Regions from separate parts of the Mus musculus genome. Here all the other regions are linked to region 6. A link is a contact called in public ChIA-PET, HiChIP or PLAC-seq and promoter capture Hi-C data. All regions are on one chromosome and are shown on one strand. Each heading gives the region's core, a stretch centred on a gene start, on an enhancer-like site or on the middle of the called end of the contact. The rest is flanking DNA. Distances are from core to core; before and after follow the strand shown. Region 1 has its middle 160 kb from the start of Gm36899. Region 2 has its middle 140 kb from the start of Gm36899. Region 3 holds the start of Trio (triple functional domain (PTPRF interacting)). Region 4 overlaps Trio (triple functional domain (PTPRF interacting)). Region 5 overlaps Trio (triple functional domain (PTPRF interacting)). Region 6 holds the start of Otulin (OTU deubiquitinase with linear linkage specificity).

The links. Promoter capture Hi-C pulls out the DNA fragments that hold promoters and counts their contacts. ChIA-PET counts read pairs in DNA pulled down with a chosen protein or histone mark. HiChIP or PLAC-seq counts read pairs in DNA pulled down with a chosen protein or histone mark.
Region 1: an H3K4me3 HiChIP or PLAC-seq map of embryonic stem cells shows a contact between it and region 6, with 4 times the contacts expected there. The contact joins the enhancer-like site here to the promoter of Otulin in region 6. A contact is called at or near these places in 19 of 39 promoter capture datasets (the 3T3-L1 cell line, the C10 cell line, the HPC-7 cell line and 11 more), 4 of 15 datasets of contacts at CTCF or cohesin (the G1E-ER4 cell line, the NIH/3T3 cell line, large pre-B cells and 1 more), 43 of 484 Hi-C or Micro-C datasets (3T3-L1-derived adipocytes, the AML12 cell line, the AtT-20 cell line and 27 more), 22 of 115 datasets of contacts at active chromatin or transcription factors (CD8 T cells, the HPC-7 cell line, the SCID.adh cell line and 16 more) and 5 of 9 other capture datasets (adipose tissue, embryonic stem cells, liver and 2 more).
Region 2: a promoter capture Hi-C map of hippocampal neurons shows a contact between it and region 6, with 12 times the contacts expected there. The contact joins the enhancer-like site here to the promoter of Otulin in region 6. A contact is called at or near these places in 27 of 39 promoter capture datasets (the 3T3-L1 cell line, 3T3-L1-derived adipocytes, the C10 cell line and 16 more), 5 of 15 datasets of contacts at CTCF or cohesin (the G1E-ER4 cell line, the NIH/3T3 cell line, embryonic stem cells and 2 more), 60 of 484 Hi-C or Micro-C datasets (3T3-L1-derived adipocytes, the AML12 cell line, the AtT-20 cell line and 36 more), 32 of 115 datasets of contacts at active chromatin or transcription factors (the 230-238 cell line, CD8 T cells, the HPC-7 cell line and 23 more) and 5 of 9 other capture datasets (adipose tissue, embryonic stem cells, liver and 2 more).
Region 3: a promoter capture Hi-C map of pre-B cells shows a contact between it and region 6. The contact joins the promoter of Trio here to the promoter of Otulin in region 6. A contact is called at or near these places in 5 of 39 promoter capture datasets (cranial neural crest, hematopoietic stem and progenitor cells, liver and 2 more), 1 of 15 datasets of contacts at CTCF or cohesin (the NIH/3T3 cell line), 6 of 484 Hi-C or Micro-C datasets (B cells, CD8 T cells, embryonic stem cells and 2 more), 2 of 115 datasets of contacts at active chromatin or transcription factors (pancreatic cancer cells and stem cell-derived neural progenitor cells) and 2 of 9 other capture datasets (adipose tissue and liver).
Region 4: a promoter capture Hi-C map of the HPC-7 cell line shows a contact between it and region 6, with 2.9 times the contacts expected there. The contact joins the enhancer-like site here to the promoter of Otulin in region 6. A contact is called at or near these places in 7 of 39 promoter capture datasets (the C10 cell line, the HPC-7 cell line, HPC-7-derived erythroid cells and 3 more), 1 of 484 Hi-C or Micro-C datasets (CD8 T cells), 5 of 115 datasets of contacts at active chromatin or transcription factors (the 230-238 cell line, embryonic basal ganglia, large pre-B cells and 1 more) and 4 of 9 other capture datasets (adipose tissue, embryonic stem cells, liver and 1 more).
Region 5: a contact with region 6 is called in an RNA polymerase II ChIA-PET map of effector CD8 T cells, with 12 read pairs. The contact joins the enhancer-like site here to the promoter of Otulin in region 6. A contact is called at or near these places in 7 of 39 promoter capture datasets (the 3T3-L1 cell line, the C10 cell line, HPC-7-derived erythroid cells and 3 more), 4 of 484 Hi-C or Micro-C datasets (B cells, CD4 T cells, CD8 T cells and 1 more), 4 of 115 datasets of contacts at active chromatin or transcription factors (effector CD8 T cells, embryonic stem cells, extraembryonic endoderm stem cells and 1 more) and 1 of 9 other capture datasets (liver).

The regions. Positions count from the first base shown.
Region 1 is chr15:27,302,467-27,305,882 of GRCm38.p6, reverse strand. No RefSeq gene overlaps it. Among named protein-coding and RNA genes, the nearest start is that of Gm36899, 160 kb to the left of the region's middle. Within about 2 kb of position 1,867, at least 19 of the 459 cell types and tissues checked have an H3K27ac peak or open chromatin away from gene starts, as enhancers often do. A contact at or near this core is called in differentiating embryonic stem cells and embryonic stem cells, where this site is marked.
Region 2 is chr15:27,320,458-27,324,022 of GRCm38.p6, reverse strand. No RefSeq gene overlaps it. Among named protein-coding and RNA genes, the nearest start is that of Gm36899, 140 kb to the left of the region's middle. Within about 2 kb of position 1,557, at least 23 of the 459 cell types and tissues checked have an H3K27ac peak or open chromatin away from gene starts, as enhancers often do. A contact at or near this core is called in the C2C12 cell line, the HL-1 cell line, the NIH/3T3 cell line and 2 more, where this site is marked.
Region 3 is chr15:28,024,045-28,027,327 of GRCm38.p6, reverse strand. It overlaps Trio (triple functional domain (PTPRF interacting)), which reads left to right and starts at 1,480. Exons shown (of 57, transcript NM_001081302.1): 1 at 1,480-1,988. The coding sequence starts at 1,832.
Region 4 is chr15:27,897,606-27,901,334 of GRCm38.p6, reverse strand. It overlaps Trio (triple functional domain (PTPRF interacting)), which reads left to right. Exons shown (of 57, transcript NM_001081302.1): 6 at 45-167; 7 at 3,310-3,501. Among named protein-coding and RNA genes, the nearest start is that of Gm29975, 96 kb to the left of the region's middle. Within about 2 kb of position 2,099, at least 11 of the 459 cell types and tissues checked have an H3K27ac peak or open chromatin away from gene starts, as enhancers often do. A contact at or near this core is called in the HPC-7 cell line, where this site is marked.
Region 5 is chr15:27,925,054-27,928,469 of GRCm38.p6, reverse strand. The region is part of intron 1 of Trio (triple functional domain (PTPRF interacting)); the gene reads left to right. Among named protein-coding and RNA genes, the nearest start is that of Gm29975, 68 kb to the left of the region's middle. Within about 2 kb of position 1,814, at least 145 of the 459 cell types and tissues checked have an H3K27ac peak or open chromatin away from gene starts, as enhancers often do. A contact at or near this core is called in B cells, CD8 T cells, effector CD8 T cells and 3 more, where this site is marked.
Region 6 is chr15:27,628,313-27,632,073 of GRCm38.p6, reverse strand. It overlaps Otulin (OTU deubiquitinase with linear linkage specificity), which reads left to right and starts at 1,381. Exons shown (of 7, transcript NM_001013792.2): 1 at 1,381-1,616. The coding sequence starts at 1,465.

The sequences.
Region 1 (3,416 bases), core at 618-3,117, 330 kb after region 6:
CTGTGGGCACACACATTCAGAGGAAATGCCATCTTCTAACTGAGGGGCAAGTGACAGTGAGGTCAGGTAGGACTTTTCTAGGTGCTCAGATTGTTCTAGATGTGTTTCTCTAACAGTGCTGGCTTCGTCATCTCCCTGGGAATAAATGTTCAGGATCAGGGAATCCTCATCTCCAATTCTGATTTTCCTGGTTCCCTCTCCTCAGCTGAGTCTGGAAGGTTCTTTACTCTGTCAAACCAATCTCATTTGCCTTCTACCTTTTGGAGATTAGATTTCTGGCCCACTGATGTTTTTCTTTACTTTAAAATGCTGGTTACTTCTATTTGTCCCCTTGGAGCTCCTGTTGGGAGTCAGTGTCTATTATGAGGTCTTTAACAGGTAATTAATTAAGTACTGAGAAGATCTAAGGCCTTCCTTCAGGACTGGGTTGGTTCTCACAGAAGCAGGTTAGCAGTCTTGAGAATGGGGTCTTGTAAAGTGAGGCTGTTCTTTCTCTCACGCTTTGTCCCTTAGATTGTAAAGCCCAAACAATTCCGTTTCTGAAGAAACTCCATTTTGTACCAGACCAGGGGCTAAACTCCAATTCCAGGAAGAAAATAACAGAGTCCTCAGGAGCAAGCATCCTATGACAACACACCGCACTTAGCAACAGCCCGTCAGGCTACAATAGCAGGGTCAAGGTACATTGAGATAGCTTAAGACATCCTGCAGAGAATACACTTAGCCATCCTGTTTGTCAGGTGGTTTGTCCCCATGTTCAGTTCCTGCAGATTACCCCAGAAATGCAGTTTTTAAATACTAACTTGCTGACCTGTATGGAAATTGCACAAGCTTGCTGTAACTATAATACATATATTGCACTCCTAGACTCAGGGCCTCACTCTGACCCGCTGCAACCTTGCTTGCAAACGTGTAATAAAGACCCTTGTGTGTTTATATTGCAATTGGCTCCTCGGTGGTCTTTGGGGGTCCCTGCAACTTGGGTATAACAAGATGTGTTCGGCTTGTCCTTCGGCTCTCTGCCTTGAGCCACAGTGGTGTGAAGTCCTCACCCGATTTTGCCACAGTTGGGATGACCTACATCCTCTCATTGCGCAGAATGTTTGGTGTTGTCTTCTCCATAGCCCGTTACAAGCCTTCTTTATGTAAATGCTTGTCTTTCTTCAAAGGCCCAAAAGACGTTTCTCTGAGATTAGCTTACTAAAACGCAAGCTACAAGGTGGAGGGAAGTCAAGCAGCCCTCGGTGCCAAAGGGCAACCCAAAGGGATGGATTGGGTGTTGTCCCGGTACTGTTTGGTTCAGGTTGGAGGTCATTTGCATAGTAAAGAGCTGGAGTGGGCGTTGTCTTGTTGCTGATTGGTTCAGGCTGGAGGTCATTTGCATAGTAAAGAGCTGGAGTGCGCATTGTCTTGTTGCTGATTGGTTCAGGCTGGAGGTCGTTTGCATAGTAAAGAGCTGGAGTGGGCGTTGCCCTGCTGCTGACTGGATCAGGCTTGAGGCTGTTGGCATAATAAAGAGCTGGCAGCTAGAGCTGGGGGCCAGGCAGAACCTTAGGCAGATGCGGGAGGAAGCAAGAAGGGAGGCAACTAGAAGCAGGCAGTGAGAACCTCTGTCTTAGTTCTATAGCTGTGAAGAGACACTGTGACCAAGGCAATTCTTATGAAAGTAGGCATCTAATTGGGGGTTTACTTACTGTTTTAGAGGTTTAGACCATTATCGTCTTGGCAGGGGCATGGTGCCATGCAGAGCTACACCTGAGAGCTACATCCTGATTGTAAGTAAAAAGAAGAAACGCTGGCCTGGGTGTGGGCTTTTGAAACTCTCAGAGCCCACCCCCAGTGACGCACTTCCTCCAATAAGGCCACACCTCCTAATCCTATCAAAGAGTTCTGCTTCCTGGTGACTAAGAATTCAGAGCACCTCACGTCCCTGTGATGCCTGTGCACAGGTGCTCACAGACCTCCCCTCCTCTCCCCATATCCCCAAACCCTTTTCTGGTATTTCTATAGGCTGGGACAGGAAAGGAGGTAGTCCGTGCAGCCAACCTGCTATCTTGATCACTTTTTATTGTTTTTTTTTCCCTGGTATTCTTCAAAAGATTGAGGTTGTCTTTTGTGCTTCTACAATGTCTCAGCCCAAAAGTTACCTATTATTGATGGTCAGGTTCCAAGCATCAGATGGCAATTTGCAGCCTTGCGGCTTAAAGGCAGGAGAGATAAAGCTACCAGAACGTAATGATTCACAGTAATGAGGTTTCGTCTGAAGAGCAAAATGGACAACTGGGGACCCTGGCTTCTGTTCTCTGGTTTTGGAATGCCTTTACACTGGGAGCACAGGACTGCGGCTGCCGCTTTGGCTGATGTTCACAGACTCTACAGCGCAGTGTCTGCTTGATGGATGTTTTCTCATTGCTGGTGGTAATTCTACAGTGGCGGATTCACCAGTTAGCAGGACTTTGCCGTTTGCTTCTAATATCTATTTCCTCCTCCGGATAAATCATCATCTTATGAGAAAGTAAAAAGGTAGAAAATATTGGTCATGAAAGGATTTGGATCATATTTAACTCAGACAATGAAAAAGTTTCTTCCTTAATTCAATAACTGTCTGGAACCACAACTTAAGATTGCCAGTGGCTTTGTAGACATGCCCAGATAGTTAGATTGTAAACCACCCAGGAGCTTGGGGGATTTGTGTTAAATTCTTGCCCTGGGCTGACATGTTGAACCTAGAAGTTAACTGTAGATCAAGAAAAGAAGAGGAGGTGTGTGTGTGTGTGTGTGTGTGTGTGTGTGTGTGTGTGGTGGAACTCAACAACTTTGTCAAACCCAATCTTGTTTTTCTTTCTTTTGGCTTTTCTATTATATTTTTCTGTTCTTACATTACCTACAGGCAAGCTTGGGTACAATGCTATCATACTCAGATGAAGGGCACAGGGAGCTATGACATCATTCAGCTACTCCATCGCTCCCATAGAGAGGAGGGCAGTTTATTCTCTGGGTTTGCTTTGTTTAGTTTTGGAGGCAAGATCTCAAGGCTGGCCTTGAACTCACTACATAACCAAGGATGCCCTCACATTCTAATTTTCTTATCTTTTCCTCCCACGAATTAGGATTAGGTGTGCACCACCACACTGTTTTATGTTGTGCTAGAGATCAAACCCAGGGCTTCATGCATACTAGACAAGCACATAGGAGCTATAACCCCAGCTTCAAGTGGTTGGGCTTGAATTACATCCCTGCATATCAGACACTGAGGGTCATGGATAAGTTGCTACTTGTTCATCTCTGTTTGAAGGTCCTTTCTCTACTAACAGTTAGAGAATAGGTTACACAATGTTTAGACTCGTGTACGTGTACGTGTGTGTGTGTGTGTGTGTGTGTGTGTGTGTGTTTATAATGTAAAGGACTAAGGATCA
Region 2 (3,565 bases), core at 308-2,807, 310 kb after region 6:
AGAAATAAGTAACAGCTAATGAATTGATATAAAAAAAAAAAACAGTACTTGCAAATAGAGTTTGATTCTTTCCCCAGCCATGACTCATTTTGCGCGAGCGTCTTGGCTTCTCCATCCTTAAAAGACTAATACAATTTGTCTTTAATTAAAGTCTCAATTATTTTTTTAAAGCTCTGGGGAAGATGGGTGCAATGGAAAAATGAACTAACTGAGCCTATGACTTAGCTTGTGCTGGGAATTTTATAGGCAGTTCACAAAGGCTTTTACTTGTCCCCCTAAGTGATAGGCAAAATGTATTTGAAGCCGAACAACTTAGACTGGAAAGGCACACAGTACCTGTCCCCAAAGTAATGATCACATCAGGACACACCCGTTGGGATTGAATGCTCCCATTTAAAGTCTGCCCAACCATCACAGCCTATGTCTGTTTTGGCTTTGGCAGAATGTTGATAACAAGCATCTGCAAGAACCTTGTTTAATTGAGCAGGAAATTACTGTTTTCTTTACCAAGGTGTTGTAAGTAAAGACATACCTGTGTAGACAGGATTTATGGTTTAAGTCCCGTGTGAAGAAATGAAGGTAAATTAGCAAAAATTAATCCCCAGGTGAAATCACAGCTCTGGAACTCATTTTTCCAATGGAATTTGACTGTGTTTTTGGAGCCTGTTAGATTGAGAGGTAATCTCTTGGGCACACAGGGACTTCCTTAAGCACATGAAGTGTGTGTGTGTGTGTGTGTGTGTGTGTGTGTGTGTGAGAGAGAGAGAGAGAGAGAGAGAGAGAGAGAGAGAGAGAGAGAGAGAGTGCGTGTCAGCTAAAGGCTGATGAACACCTTCCCGTGTAGACCTCATCTTATTTCTTGAGACAATGTCTCTCGACGAATCTGGAGCTCAGTGTTCTAGTTAAACTGGATAATGAACGAGCTTCCGGGTTCTGCCTTCCTCCCTTTCTACAGTGCTAGGGCTACAGCCTCTGCTGCCATGAGATCTGAACTCAGGGCTTCTTACTTATATAGTATGCACTTTTCTGACTCAGCCACCTCCTTAGCTCCTGTGTTTATATGTTTTTTGAATGTAGTATTTTACTAAGTATTTTACTAAGTACCCTGGCTAGCTTTGAACCTGTGAACCATTCACCCCAGCCTCCTGTGTGCTGAGATTTCAGGCATGTATGTGGCACCATGCCTACCTTTGAAAATATTTTGACCTCTAGATCCATAGATTTCAAGTATCCCATTGATTCCAGGAAAGAAAAGGAGTCCGTTTCTCTTTCCAGGATGCCTTTTCGAGTAGCCCGCCTCCTGTCCTTTGGATTAGAAGTTTATCTTTGATACCTCCTACCCATCCCTGAGTTCCCGTATTATTTTTCTGAGTTGATTTGGCATTCTGGACCACCGTGGACACTCCTCCACTCGAGCCTCTTCCTGGAGGGCCTGTCTCCGTGTTGACTGATTAAATGAAGAAAGGAAAGAGAAGAGTCACCAGCACTCTAGGCTTGCCACTGTGTGGGTGGTGATTCTTGGATTCCAAGCAAATGAAGCTAGCTCAGGGATGCTCTTGTTTGTGCATGACTAACTCCCTTCCGTCACCCAGAGGCTGAGCGTGGGGCACATCAGGAAGGACTGTGGTTCCACTCGGCCAGTGTGTTTTGGCTCTGTTGGATTCTTGTAGTTGCTGCAGTGATGTGGGCAGGCAGGGAGGAGAGATGAAGAACTCAAAGTAATTTTTCAACAATAAGAGACTGTGTTCCTTAAGGCTCTCTTCTCTTCCCTTCCCTTTAAAAGAAAAATACTGCTTTGGCAAACCTGTCCTTATTCACTGAGAACAGAGAAACATTATCACTTAGCAATGATGCTCAAACACTATCCTGGTTTTCTGTGCCTCTAGGTGGAAAGCTGTCTTGGCACTAAGCTCAGAGCATCTGGTTTTCTGAGGAAGACACAGCTTAAAAGTGTCCAAGTCGCGGGAAGTGGTTAGGCTAGCCTGCCCTATCACGAGGTGGGGTAGGATATTCTGGTAAAAGGAGGGCTAGGCTCTCCACATAATAATCAAAAAGGATTTGATGAGGGCTGGAGGGGAGGGTGGAATTCTTCAAAGCCGTACTGTTGACTTGAGAAAGGAGATTAAGGTTAAAATTAAAAAGCAACAAAAGGAACTTGGTTTCCCAAGCAAAGGAAGGGTAAGGTGTAATTTCTTCCCAGGAAAATCTCAAATTAGCTACACAAGATGGCTGATTTACGTCACAATGCTGTGTTTATGTCATTCCAATTCTTAAAATACTGAGATCAACTGTTTTTTATTATTTTTATTTTTTTAGAGTTTAGTTGTTGCCCCCCCCACCCCAGTCTGCACACCCACAATTCCTCATCCCATTCCTCCTCCCCTACCCCCGTCCATCACCAGTCCTCCCCACTCCCTGGGCCCTCAAGTCTCATGAGGGTTAGGCGCATCTTCTCCCACTGAGGCCAGACTAGGCCGTATATATGTGTGTGTGTGTGTGTGGGGGGGTGCGGCTCGGACCAGCTCGTGTATTGAGATCAACTTTTATGAGAAGAGAAGGAGTTTATTTAAAATTGTTGTTCTCCAACATTACACAGAAGCAGAAGTTGTACAACTATGTGAGAAATGTCTTCTCCCTGCGAAAGCATGAACCCATTAATATCCATGGGTGGAAGCTGGGCATGGTGGTGTTCACCTAACAAGACCTCATCTCAAAAAAATAAATAAAAAAAGAAATCTACTGGTGCCCAAAGCTTGCTCAACTTACAAGCCTACCCTATATCATCAGTTCCTTCAGCCTCAGACCCAAGAGACATCGTGATTATTCAACTGTTTATACTCACCAGCACCATCAATTCCTCCTCTGCCTCCTCCTCCTTCTTTTTGTATGTACGCATGTGCATGGTCAGGTGTGTGCAGGAACACCTCTGTGTAGAGAACAATGGACAACTTTGGGCACCATTTCTCAGGAGCTGTCCCTTTTTATTTTTTAAAGACAAGCTCTCTCTCTGGCCTGGGAGTACACAAAGTTATCCAGTATGGCTGGCCCAACCTGCCCCATGGATCCTCCTGTCTCCCTCTTCTCAGTACCTGAGATGTCAAGTACCATTGTGCCTGGTGCTGTTACGTGGGTCCTGGTGATCCAACCCAGGCCCTTGTGCTTTCAGAGCAAACATTTGACTGACATAGTGAGCCTTCTCTTTGGCCCCTGTCTACATTTACTTTCTAAAAATTTTTACAGACAGTTTTTATGTCATGTTGTAGGTGTCCAGAGCTCCAGAGGACAAAGACATCCCAAGAGTCATAGCTCATTAGTAGCACAGCCAAGATCTGTGCAGGGGGTTGGAGCATGGCTGAGATCTGACCAGAGGCTTAGAGGCCACCTGAACTCAAGTTCTTACCCCGTTGAGTATGGTGTCTCTCACGAACAAAGTACTATTTGAAGCACTGAACATGTAATAGGAATATCATTCTATTTTGGAAGACCTAAATATGAAACAACAGACCTTTGACAATAACATTAATATCCAACAAGTCACATTGTGTTATAGCTTACATAAGTATAC
Region 3 (3,283 bases), core at 231-2,730, 400 kb before region 6:
TTTAATTGGAGGAAAGTATTAAAAACAAGATCTGAGAACCATAGAAACGCTCCATCTGTGGTAAAATACTTACTCTGCAAGCATGGGAACCTGAATTCAGTTCCTCGGTATTCCAGCTTTTTACTGCAGCTTGGGCACTAGGGAGGCAGAGATGGGAGGATCTTTATGTATTGCTAGTCAACTGTCTAACTAACCAAGGAACTCCAGATTCAGTGAGAGACTCTGCTCCAAAAAAACTAAGGTGAGAAGTGGATGACTGAGTTAGACACTGGGTACCTACCTCTTGTATTCATATAAACACAGACCCAAAACACAAATGTCGATAGTGCGTGCAGGCACACATGAGAGGCAGAGAGACAGTCATCAAAACGCTAGGTGTTTCCAGGGCCAATTAATTGACAGAGCAAGAAAATACAGGCATATGTACTATCATGCGGTCCAAAATATAAGCACACAGCTGTAGATCTTTACACACACCTATTGCAAGGTGAACACAAATTCCTATGGGTGTCTTCAAACTTCATCCTGACCGAAACCAAGCCTTCTAGCCCTTTTCCCTTGCTTGTCTGAGACTGCCAAGGGGAAAAGATCTGGTGGTCACTTAATCATCGTTCTCCCGTTAAACATAGGTGCGGGGTGTAGTTTGATGGAATTTGTTGATCTGTTTTCTCCTGCATGTGATTCTCAATTACCCGGCGCCCATTCCTTCACTGCACTCATCTTGCAGCCGTGACATAAAGCAGAATTTGATATTCCACACATCTGATTTAACGTACATTTTCTTTAAAAGTCCCTTTCCTCTGGTCTCCCCTGCCTCCATCATCTTCCCACTACATCTGGGTAGCCTGAGGACCCAGCACACTTGGGAGATGGGGATTCCCCGCAAGCACCCCCTCTCTCGCGCCTGCTTTTTACATACAAGGAGACGGTAGACTAGAGCAGATAATCTGTTTTCACTGCCTCTCTGCTCATTCAACAATTATCCCGCCCCTTCTACATGCCAGTGACAGCGCTGTGCCTGCGAAGGCCACACCAGCTCCATATCCTGGTCGCTCGGCCCCGCGGGTGACATAAATAATAATGAAAACGCTCCAGCGCTAGGACCGCTTGCAGTGCAGGCGCGAGAGTCCTGGCAGGGGGCGCAGTGCCCGTCCTGGAAGGCCAGTGTGGCTCGGTCACACTTGTTCCTGCTCCTCCCAGGTTTGGAGCAGCCCTGGAGGAGGAGACCTGGCCCGCTCCACGTTCTCTCTCAGCCACTCCATTTCGCCCTCCGGGCTCCCAGGCGCGGCTCCGCCCCTCCAGGACCCGCCCACAAAAGGCCCCGCCCACCAGCCGAGCCCACGCTCCGGCCGCTAACGAAGCTCTCCGGAAATTCCCGAAGCCCCTCTTTTTCCTTCCTCTCCTTTCCCTGCTCTCCCTTTCCTTTCACCCGGGCTCCCTCGGCCGTGATTTCTCCCTCCCCCTCCTTCCTTCCCCGTCGGAAAGCAAGATGGAGGCTCGCTGCTGCCGCCGGCGTTCGTGATCGCGGAGCTTCGCAGCCCCGGCCCCCGCCCTCGCGTGTCCGCGCCGCTGCCCGTGCCCCGGCCGGCCACGCCGAGGCCGTGGCTCCGCGCGCCCGCTCCGCGCCAGGCTCGCGGCTCCCGGGCGGTGTCCTCGTCTATGTGGGCGCGCTCCTCGGGCCGAGCCGCCGCCGCCCGCCGCCCCGGGGCTGTGCGTCCGCGCGCCGGGCGCGGGCAGCTGGGTGCTCGGCGCCGCCAGGCCAGGCGCAGGCGGCTGGGTGCGCGGAGCTAGGGGCGCGGGGCCCGAGGCGGGCTCGTCCGCCGCCGAAGCCATGAGCGGCAGCAGCGGCGGTGCCACCGCCCCGGCCGCGTCCTCCGGCCCCGCGGCAGCGGCCAGCGCGGCGGGCTCCGGCTGCGGGGGCGGCGCCGGCGAGGGCGCCGAGGAGGCCGCCAAGGACCTAGCCGACATCGCGGCCTTCTTCCGATCCGGTGAGTACCGCGGTTGCCCCGCGCGCTCGGCCGGCCCGGCGCGCCCGGATCTCCGGCCCGGTATAGCCCTGCGCGCTCTCGTCCCTGTCGCCGCATCGGGGCTCTGCGATCCACGCCGGCGTGTCAGGTTACCCACGCCGCCCTTGTGCTGCGGCTCGTCCCGGGCGCCTTCACTCGCTTTCCCGGCGCTCGCCCCTCGTGCCAGGCTAGACACCCCTCGGCCTCCCGTTTCAGCGGCCACGGCCCCGCGGGTAGGGGCGCCGGCTCTTTGTCTCTTGCTGGAGGGCCGAGGAGGCGGCGGCGGGGACGGCGTGGGCGGAGGCCGGTGTCCCGGAGGACGAGCTCACCGGGACCGGGGACAGCAGCTCTGCCCTGTAATAGCTTTTGGGCCGCTGGTAGCTGGACCACCAACCCCATTATCAGCGAGTGTCCCGACTCGGGGCTCTAGCCTGTCATCCAGCCTTGGTGTACGGTTCTGTGAAACGGGGCAGCCATCGCACCTCAGCCCAGGAACCGAGGACGGTGGCCGAGCTGAGGCGGCGGTCGGGTCGAGCCATTGTTTCTGGGGGAGGCCCGGGAAGGACATCTGGGACCGTGGTGGCCCTTGGGAGAGGCGTGGGACCAGGGCTGGCGGGCACTGCGTGGGTGGCGTGGACCTGGAGGCAGTGAGGGGCAGTTTAGGGTCCGCTCTGGCGAGCCGGAGGTGGCCGAGGAGGAGGCTAGCCCGGAGCCCGGCGGGCGGGAGGGGCGCTGGTGTGCTGCGCAGGGGGCGTGACGGGGCGTCCCGGGGACCCCGGTAACGGCGCCTCCTCCAAGCCCGGCCCGGCCCAGATCCCGCGCGAGCCCGGCTCGCGTCCGCGCGTCCCTGCGTGCAGTCCGGTTTGCTTGCGCGTCCGGGAGGCGGCGGAGGGCAGCGGCGGCCGGGGGCCTGCAGTTCGGAGAGCAGTCCCTGGCCGGCCAGGCTTGGGAGTGAGGATGCAGACTCCGCGCTGGAGAGCCAGAGAGGGCGGCCCAGGTCAGGATCCGGACGGACGGGCGGGCCAGGGAGGGCGCGGGGAGGCTGTTTGCCCGCCTCCGGGAGGACGGAGAGCCTCGGGGTCTGGTGAGCGGCCTGCACCGGGGTGAGCGCGGGAGGCTGACAGCTCAGGGTCTCAGTGGCCTCTTTCAAAGTCAGGTCCCAAACTGGAAGAGATCAGGGCCGCAGTCCAGGTCATTAGGAGCTAGCAATTGAAGCGACCAGCCTTGGGCGAGGCAGATAACTTCTGGGCCGTTAGACACCTGGTTTAGTTCTGTCT
Region 4 (3,729 bases), core at 850-3,349, 270 kb before region 6:
GTCTCTCTCTGCGGTGGTTCCAGCCTGTCTTTTTCTCCCGGTAGATGTTTGACTGGATCACTCACAACAAAGGCCTGTTTCTGAACAGCTACACGGAGATCGGGACCAGCCACCCGCATGCCATGGAACTTCAGACGCAGCACAATCATTTTGCCATGAACTGTATGGTAAGCCGCTGTCAGATCCCACAGATCCTGACCCACCAAAGGTTTTTAGCAAACGGGAGGCGTTAGTGGCTGGAGCACCCGTACCTCACACGGGTCGTGTGGAGTCATCAGGGTGACAGTGGACATAAAAATGATCATTGCCACTCTTTCATTTTCTGTCTGACTTTGGATGATCTCTTTGACCTCTTTGACCCTCAGTTGCCTAATCTATGAAGTGGGTACACTATCTATTTTTGATGTATTTGTGGTATTTACTCTGTATGTATAAAGCACTTTAGTATACTTTGCAAGATGTAGTTAGTGCTCAAGAAATCATAACTAACACCTGTGATGCTACCCAGTTAAAGCAGGTAAGGCACTCCTAAAAATGTGAGAGATGTCTCTTCTCTTCCGTCCTCCCCTTCCTCCCTCCTCCCCTCCCTCCTCCTCAGCTCTCATCTTTTTATTTTCAACATTACGTCTGTGTTACCGTTCTCAGTTACGCCTCAGTTAGGATGCGCTGTGGACAGCAGGTCAGGAGCTTTCTGGGCTTTTCTCGTCCCCTGTTCTGACACCTGCATGAGGCTTCAGCCATCACGCATGCCTGGCAAATGTGGCCCACTAGCTTTTGGTCTTTTGTCCTACTGCCTGGAGTGTTTTGAGGAACCTTAAAGCATAGAAGACTAAATGCAAGTCTGTGCATAGGGAATCTTTAAAGGAACCACATTAAGCAAGATCAAGAATGATGCTCATTCTAGCATAACATACAAGCTTGAGGGTAAGAGCTAAAGCGTAGGTCCTTGTGGGAGGGATGACGCATGGCAGAGCCGTGTGCAGGCTCTGAAGGGCTGTGTGGCTCACCATGCCTCTGGTTGTGCTGAAAATGCTAGACCACGGGAAATGAGAGGCACAAAGACCGGCATAGTCTGATCAGGAAATGAACCTGACAAAGGACTATAGATTCAAGTCTATGTATGAGCATCTGTAGTCCCCCAGGAGGATCCTTCCTTCCTTCCTTCCTTCCTTCCTTCCTTCCTTCCTTCCTTCCTCCTCCTCCTCCTTCTTAATGTGCATTGGCGTTTTGCCTGTATGCATGCATGGGGGAGGATGTTAGATATTGGAGCTGCAGACAGTTGTGAGCTGCCAGGTGGGTGCTTGGAACTGAACCTGGGTCCTCTGAAAGAATATTCAGTGCGCCTAATCACTGAGCTATCTCTTCCGCCCCAGGAGGACCATTTCAATGGGCTGCCCTTCCCTTGTTCTAACCATTCTAAGTGAGAACCTCTGCATACACTCTCTGATAGACTACAGAGTAGCCTTTTCTCTTGAGGAGTCAGAGAAAACATTAGCAAATTCAGCCACTTTAAGGAGAAATAAGGGACAGGGGAGGAACATGGAAGGTAACTGCTCAGTCACTCCTCATGAAGATCTGCAGCCCGAGCAGAGAAGATACAGGCGTCAGCTTCCCATGGTGACAGGGTGCCTGAGATCCATAGCCAATGCAGGGAAGATACAGAGTTCAGTTTCTGAGCTTTCAGCCCAGGCTGGCTTGGCTCTTATTTCTGACACTAATCATGTGTCGAAGGCAGGAAGTGAGTGTGGGTCAGGGCTGCCTCATGGGGTCCAGGAAGCAAACAAAGGGAAGGGAGCAAGGCTCCCAATAGATCTTGCAGAGGCTCACCTGCTTCCTATAGCTAGACCCGTCTCTACTAGTGCTATCTGCTAAGGACAAAGCTTAGCAAATGCTCCGCATGGGAATCTTTGGGAGACATCCCAAACCCAGAGCACACTGCTCTCAATTTAAAGGAAGCTAGTTAAATATATTTTAATTAACATACCCACACAAGCCAGGAGCCTGTTCTCACTACTGTCACACCTCCATGGAGTAACCTCTGCCTCTGCTGCTTAGGACATGAATGGTCCATGAGTTTGTAGCAAAGGAATGTGGGCGGGGCTTGTCTGTGCCAAGGCAACTCCACCGGGTTCTGGTTGGATGATAACAGAAAAGATCAGCAAATGAAGGTGCAAAGGAAGCCAAGGAGAGAGTTCTGTGTGCTAGGGTTAGGACTCAGTGAGCTGTGGTAAGGAGGGGGCCACTGCAGACTAGTGGCAGTGTGGCTCAGAGGGGTGGGAAGAAGAGGAGCCCCGAGAGGAAGGAATTGGGCAGGCTGGCTAAGTTAGTAGTGAGTAGCAGGAGGCAAAGATTTATCTCCCACTCAGGGGTCGCACAGACAGGAACAGGACAAGGTCAAAAATAAAAATACATGAGTAGTTCGAAATTTGTTGACTGTGTGCCAACACTCCATGTTATCCCACAAGTAACATTCAACAAGTTTGTTGAATGTAAGAACAGATGGAGAGAGAAGCGGAAACAGAAGTGTGCACAGGAAGCAGAAGTGTACACAACTGTCACATCACACTACACAACTGTAAGATCACATGCACAACTATAAGATCATGCAGTACACAATTGTAAGTTCACAATTGTAAGTGCACTGTGCTGTGCACAAGAGGAAAGTGCAGGTTTCATTTTGAACTTAAAGCCTGTATGCTTAGTTTTCCGGTCAACTGGTAGACCTGGGCAGGGCGGTAGTCAGAGCAGAGGAGCTTTGCTTGATCTGAATGCAGCACCAGCCCTTCTACACCTTAACTCCTACTCCTGGGAGAAAGTGGCTCCATCTGAAGATTTCCTGTTGGTACAAAAAGGTGGCTTGAGTTTTACAGAAAGGAGAACTTGTCTTCACACAAATAACCTTTGGTTGCTAAGTACATAAGTTTGAATTCCTGGGTTCTAGCCGGTTCCTTCAGTTCTTTGTGATTGTTAAAAGGCCTGCCATCTGGATCCTCATGAGGGTCTGAAGCCAGGAAGTGAGTAACAGTGTATTTCTGCATACCCACTTGTGTATCTGATTGCTTTGTGGTTAACAATTATGCCTTTCAGTGAGTTGATTGATAATTTTACAGTTTTAAAAATAGAATTTGGAACCAGCTCAGAGTTGATGAAAATCCAGAGAGTTAGATGCTTGACATAGGTACCAGGTGGTGCTGCTCGTAGCCTGGGGAACTGTCAGCAGGCTATTCACCAAGGGCTCTGCGTTTCTTAGTTGGGGGGAGTCTCCTGTCCACATCCCTCAGTGAACCTCTTCCTGTGCCTCCCCCGCAGAACGTATATGTAAATATAAACCGCATAATGTCAGTGGCCAATCGCCTGGTGGAGTCGGGCCACTACGCCTCTCAGCAGATTAAGCAGATTGCAAATCAGCTGGAACAAGAGTGGAAGGCGTTTGCAGCAGCCTTGGACGAGCGCAGCACCTTGTTGGACATGTCCTCCATCTTTCACCAGAAGGCTGAGAAGGTCAGTGCCTGGGACCCCCAGCCCACAAGGCGGGAGCCAGATCCCGTGCCCCTGCCATCTTGTGTAAGTGATTCTTCCCAGCTTCCTATAGGATTTACTCAGCCTCACAGAGAGATCCACCTGTCTCACTCATTGCTCTGCAAGCTTAGGCGGTTGCACTCCTCAGCTCTTTATATTTGTGCTTGTTCTGTTTGCTTGCTTACTCATTGTGCATATGAGACGAGGTTC
Region 5 (3,416 bases), core at 565-3,064, 300 kb before region 6:
CAGTGAAGATGCTTCATGATACCAAGAGGGAGGCCAGTTCTTCCACATGTGGTCCACTCTTATGCAAAGGAAGATAGCTCAGTGGATGAAGTCTTGCCCCTCAGTGTAAGGACTAGCCGTAATAAGATACCTGGTATCCACATGAATACTGATGGCCATGAAGGGATTCCCTGGGGCAGGTCACTAGGTTAGGGTAACCAGGAGAATGTTGTGTTCAAGTGTGAGACCCTGCCTCAATGTATACTGTGGAGAGCAGTCAATGAAGGCAGTTATTTCCCTTGAATGTTACTAGATCTTTTTTACTTAACGGCCATATTTTATTCTGTCTTTAAAAAGCCCTTCCTTTTCTAAGCGTGGAAAGAGGATTTGAGGTGCAGTCGCAGTTGCAGGAGATGAGGGGATGGTGGGTTGAGGTGGTGGATAGAGAAGGGAAATGGTGTTCTCTCTCTTGTTAACTTGAGCAGGTTTTCCTCAGCCGCCATACTCTGTAGTGTCTTACCCTCTTACCAGGATCCAGCAGGAAAGGAAGTCACCCAGGCCTGTCTGATGTGATTTTCCCTGCTCTGAAATGGGCGTAGGGCAGGGCACCAGGCCTGGTTAAGTGTTGAGTAAATTAATGGCTTTAGCTTTCAAGGCCGTATGCCGCCCACATTGGGATAAAGCTATAATCTTGAGGCAGCTGGACAGGTTCATTACCCATGAGCAAAGTTATGCTGGTCCTGTTTCTTGGACAGGAAGCCATTAGCCTGTAGGATCGCGTCAGGGCTAGTGTTTCTTCAGCAGTCACATCTTCCACCACATAGAAGGACCTGGAAGAAAATGTCAGACTTGACTGTTTAGAATTCAACCTAAAATCAAACAAGTTATGAAGCATGAGTTGTCCTCCCTAGGTTTCTTACACGATTCCACATCCCCTGCCACGCCCCACCACCCCCCCCCCCCCCACCAGAAATTACCTGGATGGCCCACCTTGATTGTGACTGGTCCCTCAGCACAGATGAACTGCAGCGCACACTAAGAAAACAGGGACAGAACTGTCAAGGCAAGTAGGGTGGCTGAAGCACGGAAGGACAATGTCAGCTGTGTCTTGGGCCTCCATGTTCCGGGTCTTGCCTTGGTCGTCTGGGGTTTATTTCCATGCCAGCGACGATGCAGTGCTTGGGTGGGAACGGGTGGTAGTTAAGATTGTCCAGCTAATCACAGCCTCCCCACCTCAGATCAGTAACAGCAGCGCGTGCCCAGATGCGCACCTGTCAGACGGACCCGCCTGGGAGTGGAGTCGAGGCTGTTCTCTGCTCTCGTGCATGTTTTGTTCTCTATTCGACGATAAGCGTCTTCAAACAGGGACTGTGCAGGTTGGGGAATCCCCAGGGCTTAGCAGATCAGTGTGTGTAAAAGTTCTGTCTGAACACGAGCGCCAAGTGAACCAAACAGCTCGAGGCTCCATCGGGGAACTGGCTACTACAAAGTTCTGCCACATTCTTGGATCTCATTAAAGATACGCCCTTCTAGTGAGTTTCATGTTGGAATTAAATCCATGAAGCCTTTACCTCATTGACACATTTAAGGGTCCGTGACTTACTGGAGTGTATTTGTAACAGACAGACCTACAATATCCTAATTTTGCTGAATATTTAGCAACTTTGGTTTATGTATAAACAAGATAATGATTTAAGTATTGTTTAGATGTAACTCGTGGCCACTCAAATTAATTGATTACTTATTAAGACTCTCAGCCTTGAGTAGTAAAAGCAGAGGCTGACAAGATAGGCAGGGCCCCTGAAGCCCGGGGAAGTCCCCTGCAGGAAGGAAGTCCCCAGCCACAACCCAGGTCACAGGGGCTGAATTGACAGTTTACATGTTAGAGAAGCTAGAAGTCTTGTTGGTGGTTCGAGGATAGCCAGACCTACAAAGAGAGACCCTGTCTCGAACTACAAGCAAGCAAAAGAAGTGGGCAGGAGCCAACGTAGGGGTCAGGGACACTGGTGTGGCGATCAACTATAATAATCCGTAAGATTTACTAATGTGTAAGGTAATAAGATTTGGAGCTTAAATCCAAACCGGTGCTCATTGCTGGGATCAAGTCCTTTGTCCCGTGGCATCTGAAGTCTCAGAAGCCTTGGTTCTCCTTATTTGTTTCCTGTCTTTCCTAGTAATGGTCACCAACAGGCAGGCGGACACGACCGAAGCAAGCCTGTTGGCCACACCTCGCACTCACAGAAGTTTAAGTTGTGTTCCGTTCCTGTTGCAGAAAACATATGGCAGAAACCCCGAGATTCGTTCTGTCAGCTGTTCCACTTGAGCCCTCTGGGACTCGGGGACTTGGGACACATATGTGCTGACATGTAAAACAAAGAAGTTCTGTCTGGAGTTGTGTGGAGTTGACGTAGCTTCGTTCCCTCAAGCCCAGGCTGGTCACAAAGTCTCATGACTAAAGCATTTCCTTGCAACTGTTTTTGGGTGAACCCTGCTAACTGCAGAGAAGCAGGCCTCTGATGCCTGCACACTTCCTGCTCCTGCTCCCCCCCCCCCCCTCTCTGCAGTGAAAGTGCAGAAATGAGCCTCCTCCTAAGCATTCTCCCTTCGTATGCTCCACCCTTCCTTCCTTCATCAGAGGTGAGACCAACAGTGATTAGGGCAGAAAATAATGTTTTAATTACATTGCAACAACCCCAAAGTAAAACCTTTTCCTATCTTAAACTACAAATGAAGGACTCGTCGTTAAGTACACGAGACAGCAAGAGAACCAGTCACTTTTAGTGCCTGGCCATTGTGAGCAGGTTGGCAACTTTAGAATATGGTTAGTTCTGTGTTTTTGTGAACTGTACTCAGGAGCCCAGTTGTAGACTGGTGGTGAGGTTTGCCAGCTGCAAAGGGTGTTGTTTTCCTAGGGTTAAATGGCTGCTTGGGGTTTTCTGCCGTGCTCCCCATACGGTGGGACACAGTGCCCAGTGACTGTGACCAGTATTTAGGTCATTTCCAGGATGTGGCAAAGGCTTGAGTGCTACAGGCGCTGAGTGGGTTATGTATCCAGTATTAGGGTTCCCAGTGTGTGCAGTGTGCACACGTATTTCTGGGAACAGGAATGATGGGAGTGGGTTTTTGGTGATGCGTGTAGGAGTTCAAAGGGTCAGAAGTTGAGCGTCTGTCTGGTTGGGATTCTTTCATTTTCGCCTGGGGAGAGAATAAGTATTGGCAAGCGAGCGAGGCTGCACAGGAGGCAGATGTCACATCTGAAGGATTATGTCATGTCAGGGAGTGTGTGTCTTACGGGAAGGCATCAAGAAGCCACAGAGGGGCATCGTGGAAAACTTATGGAGAGCAGTAGAAGGAGGTGTGAGCTAGAAGCCGATTTCAAGGCGAGTGGTGGGGTCAGAAGGACTACTGACCACTGATTAGGAGGCTGCAGATACAGC
Region 6 (3,761 bases), core at 132-2,631:
CCTGCCTCTGCCTCCCAAGTGGTGGGATTAAAGGCGTGCACCATCTCACCCAGCACAAATGTTCTTTCTATAGTTTATCCTCTTATGTTCCCACCTCCCCGAGTTTATCTTTACAGGTTCTTTACAAAGAACATAGCCCTCCCCTGAAAGAAAGTAAGATAGTTTAGTCTGGAGCCAAGGAAATATGAGGCACAATGGTCCAGGAACACAGATTTGACTTATTCCAAATAGTCTCCATATGCTCCAGCCTAATGGCTTCCTTGCTTTTTTGTTTGTTTGTTTGTTTTTTTAAATAGTAACAGAACAAATCAAACATTAAGTCAAAGGTCTTTCTAAAACGCATCAGGTAGATGGTAGAAATGTTTGTTAAATGTTTGTTATGTGATCTGATGTTATTCTGGCCGTAAGTCTGTAGATCCCAATGATTTACCTAAAAGCTATAATGAGGTTGGCAATAAATGGCTATTAAGGAGAACTGAAGATCGCCCAAGACTGTGCAGCTTACTCCTAATCGGTAATATTCTAGCTCTCCATAATCAAGGACGTTTTAATCACCCAATCAGCCTTGGGGATGTTTAACACTAGTGTGCTCCCCTCACCTCTGAACATCAGTTTAGTCCTATGCTTTAATATTTAACTGCAGGCAAAAATGATCTTTCATAAATGGCCTTATAGAGAGAACACGGAAAAGACGAAGCTCAAGCTTATCAATCTAAACTTGGCTTTTTATGATCTGACTTCCAATCTTACTTTTCGGTTCTGCCCCTGAACCTATCTGCAGGCTTCCGAAATGTCCCTGCCTCGCTATTGCTCCATACTCGGGTTCTGCCTCAAGGCTGGAGCCATGCCTACTAACTCACCCACTCTCCCCGGCTTCTGCGCCTCCACGGTCATACCTTGGAAATCTGTTAATGTCAGCCCTTTACTCTTACTCTTAAATCGATCACATGAAGCAATCTAATTCAAGATGGCACAGAATGTTGTGCTTGCTCAACTACGACCCCACAGCCGAGGTCAAGGCCACGTGGGCTCCAGAGGCCGCGCTGGCACTGAGGAACGGTGCCAGCAGAACTTTTAGGGGACCAAGGATGAAGTTCTGTACCGAGGTAAGTACTACCCGGCATCCTAACTCTCTCAACTCCACACCGCCCAGCCGCGTGTCCTGCCCAGCCTCCAACATCCCCCAACACCACCTACTGAGCCCGGACATGCGCAGTGGGCACACGGCGCGGGCCGCTCCAGGCTCCGCGGCTCAAATCCGCTCTGCGCAGGCGTCCTCCCTCCATTCCCAGCCCCGCCCGTTCCAGGTCCCCTAGCCTCTCGCCACGCCCCCTTGCTGCAGGTCAAAGGTCGCGGGGCGGGCCACAGTGACGCTTACGGAAGCGCTCTGCGGACCTCGCGGGGTGCGGGGCAGCGCAGCCACGGCTCCGGACGGCGGGACGGCAGGGCCCGGCGTGGCCGCGGATGAGTCGGGGAACCATGCCCCAGCCCGGAGCGTGGCCCGGTGCAAGCTGCGCCGAGACGCCGGCGCGCGAGGCCGGGGCCGCGGCGCGGGACGGCGGGAAGGTGACGGCCGGCGCGCAGCCCCGGGCCGCGACGCGATGCCCGGCCGAGCAGTGAGTGAGCGGGGCGGGCGTGGGAGCGGGCGCGGGCGCGGGGCTGCGTGGGTTCCCTCGGTTTCAGGTCGGCTACCCAGACCGAGCAGTAGAGAGTCGGGAGTGTGGACCCTGTCACAGCTCGGTCACCCAGGCCGCCACACTCCCGCTTTGACAACTGTCCAATCCTGAAGTTAGGGAAAGCGCTAGGAATTTGGGAAAGAAATCCAGAGAGGCCCCTTTAATGATCCACTGACTCCCTGTAGCTCTTTTCCCCTAACCTAGCTCGGAGGAAGTGAGTTCGCCCCAGTAACAGCCACAGAATTGTCCTGCGATGTCACCACTTGAAGAGTTTCCCACCTGTTGGACAGACTTTGGCCACAGGCTGGCCCTCTCCGTTTTACCCCGTCAGACCCTGGCTAGGTATTCCTACCACTCTTTGCTTTTACACACACACACACACACACACACACACACAGGCACACAGTTTTAGAGCAGTTCCTTATTGACTGTGAAGAAAAACAGTAAGTTAGAAGCGATTTCACTGTGCAGGGTTTGGAGGTGTCTACTGAGTTCGTGGCACAGTTCTAGATGTCTTTGGACTTAGAAAATCAAAAGCTCCGACAGTCAGTTTTCTTATGATCCAAAAGTTAAAGCATAAGGTGTGTCTAGATGGACCTTTAGAGCTCTTTCAATTTCCTAAGAAGGGGTCTTTTGAAGCCTTGTTAAGGAAGACGGGATATAATAGCAGCTCAGTTGTGAGGTGCTTTGCGGTGGGCTTTGACCGCTTTCGTTTATTGAGCGCCCGAGTGTGATGGTAATTATTCCTGTAATGAGCTAGTGGTAACAGGAAAGGTATAGAGTGGGAAGCCTTAACCTTCTCTAAGAGCTAGGCTGCCAATTAGCGTTAGTGACATTGTCTGTTAGCTTTGGGACTTGGGGAGCTTTTAGCTCTTTATTTGGGTCAGCATTATCTAAGCTTCAGCCATAGTTGCTGTAGTCAATGAATCTAGATAGCCTGGTTTTTTTAAATGAAATGTCCTGATTCTTAAGTAGGGACACTTATTTTTCTTTCTATTGAGCTCCTTTATATTACAGGGCCATGTTTGAGTTGGTCTAGTCTGTGGTTGCCAGGTTGAAACTGTCTAGGTTAGAGATGTCTCTTTCCTCTGCTCTTCCTCTGCTTCCTGACGGCTCTGCCTTTCAGCCTGCTTTCCTAGTCCATTCCTTTCCTGGATGCCCAGCCTTTTAAGCCCTGCACCTCAGTCTTACCCTAGCAGTTTCACATGCCTTGAAAGATACCTGAGCCTTTGAGGCCAGAACCACATTCTCCAACGTACACACAGTTGTTTGGAAGGTTTTCTGGTGTGGTGGTTCTCACGAACACCTTGGGGAACGGACCTCAAAGGGAAGGAGTCTTCACACTGCTGTTAGTCTTAAAGCTGAAACCTGGGTTTGTCATCTCACTCTTGAGGAAACAGGTGCGGATTGTGTTGTTAGGCAGGGAGAAACAGGTAGGAGATTTTAAGACCATGGTTCTTGACACCTCCCCCCCCCCCCCCAACTCCCTACCCCTTACCCCCTTCTTCTTGACCTCCTCAGCAACACTGGACAGAGAGGCATGGCTTATAACCACGCCTATGTTTGTAATTTGAATGTTATTAGCTGTTTCTTTTTTTCCTTACTGCCTGTGTTGGCTTTAATTGACCCATTTTCTCTTGACTCTTCAGGTGTGGAAATGAGGCTAGTGTATAGTGTAACTCACAAGTATTACTGGTTAATACACCACACTGCTAGACCATTTTGCCTTTCTGACTCAGCCTTACATGAGTAGTGGATTGGGCTCTTTCTCTCTGTGGGGCTTTTCTAGGGTCCCGTATCAGAGAAACAGTAAATAGTTGACAGTGTAATATGTGCGTATGTGATATAAGCCGCTTAATAGTTTGGCTATAAATTTAATGCTGTTAAGAATGTGCGTTTAAATCTGTGTTAGGCTCAGGGGTCAGACCTCTCCACTCAGAGTTATTGAAAATATTTTTACCTTAAAATAGGGACCATGGTGAGATTGGATATGATTTGAGATATGCTATAGCGTTATTTTTACTACATTTGAGGGAGATTGGTTATGAGTGTAAGTCCTAGGCAGCCTACAGGTGAATTATGAAC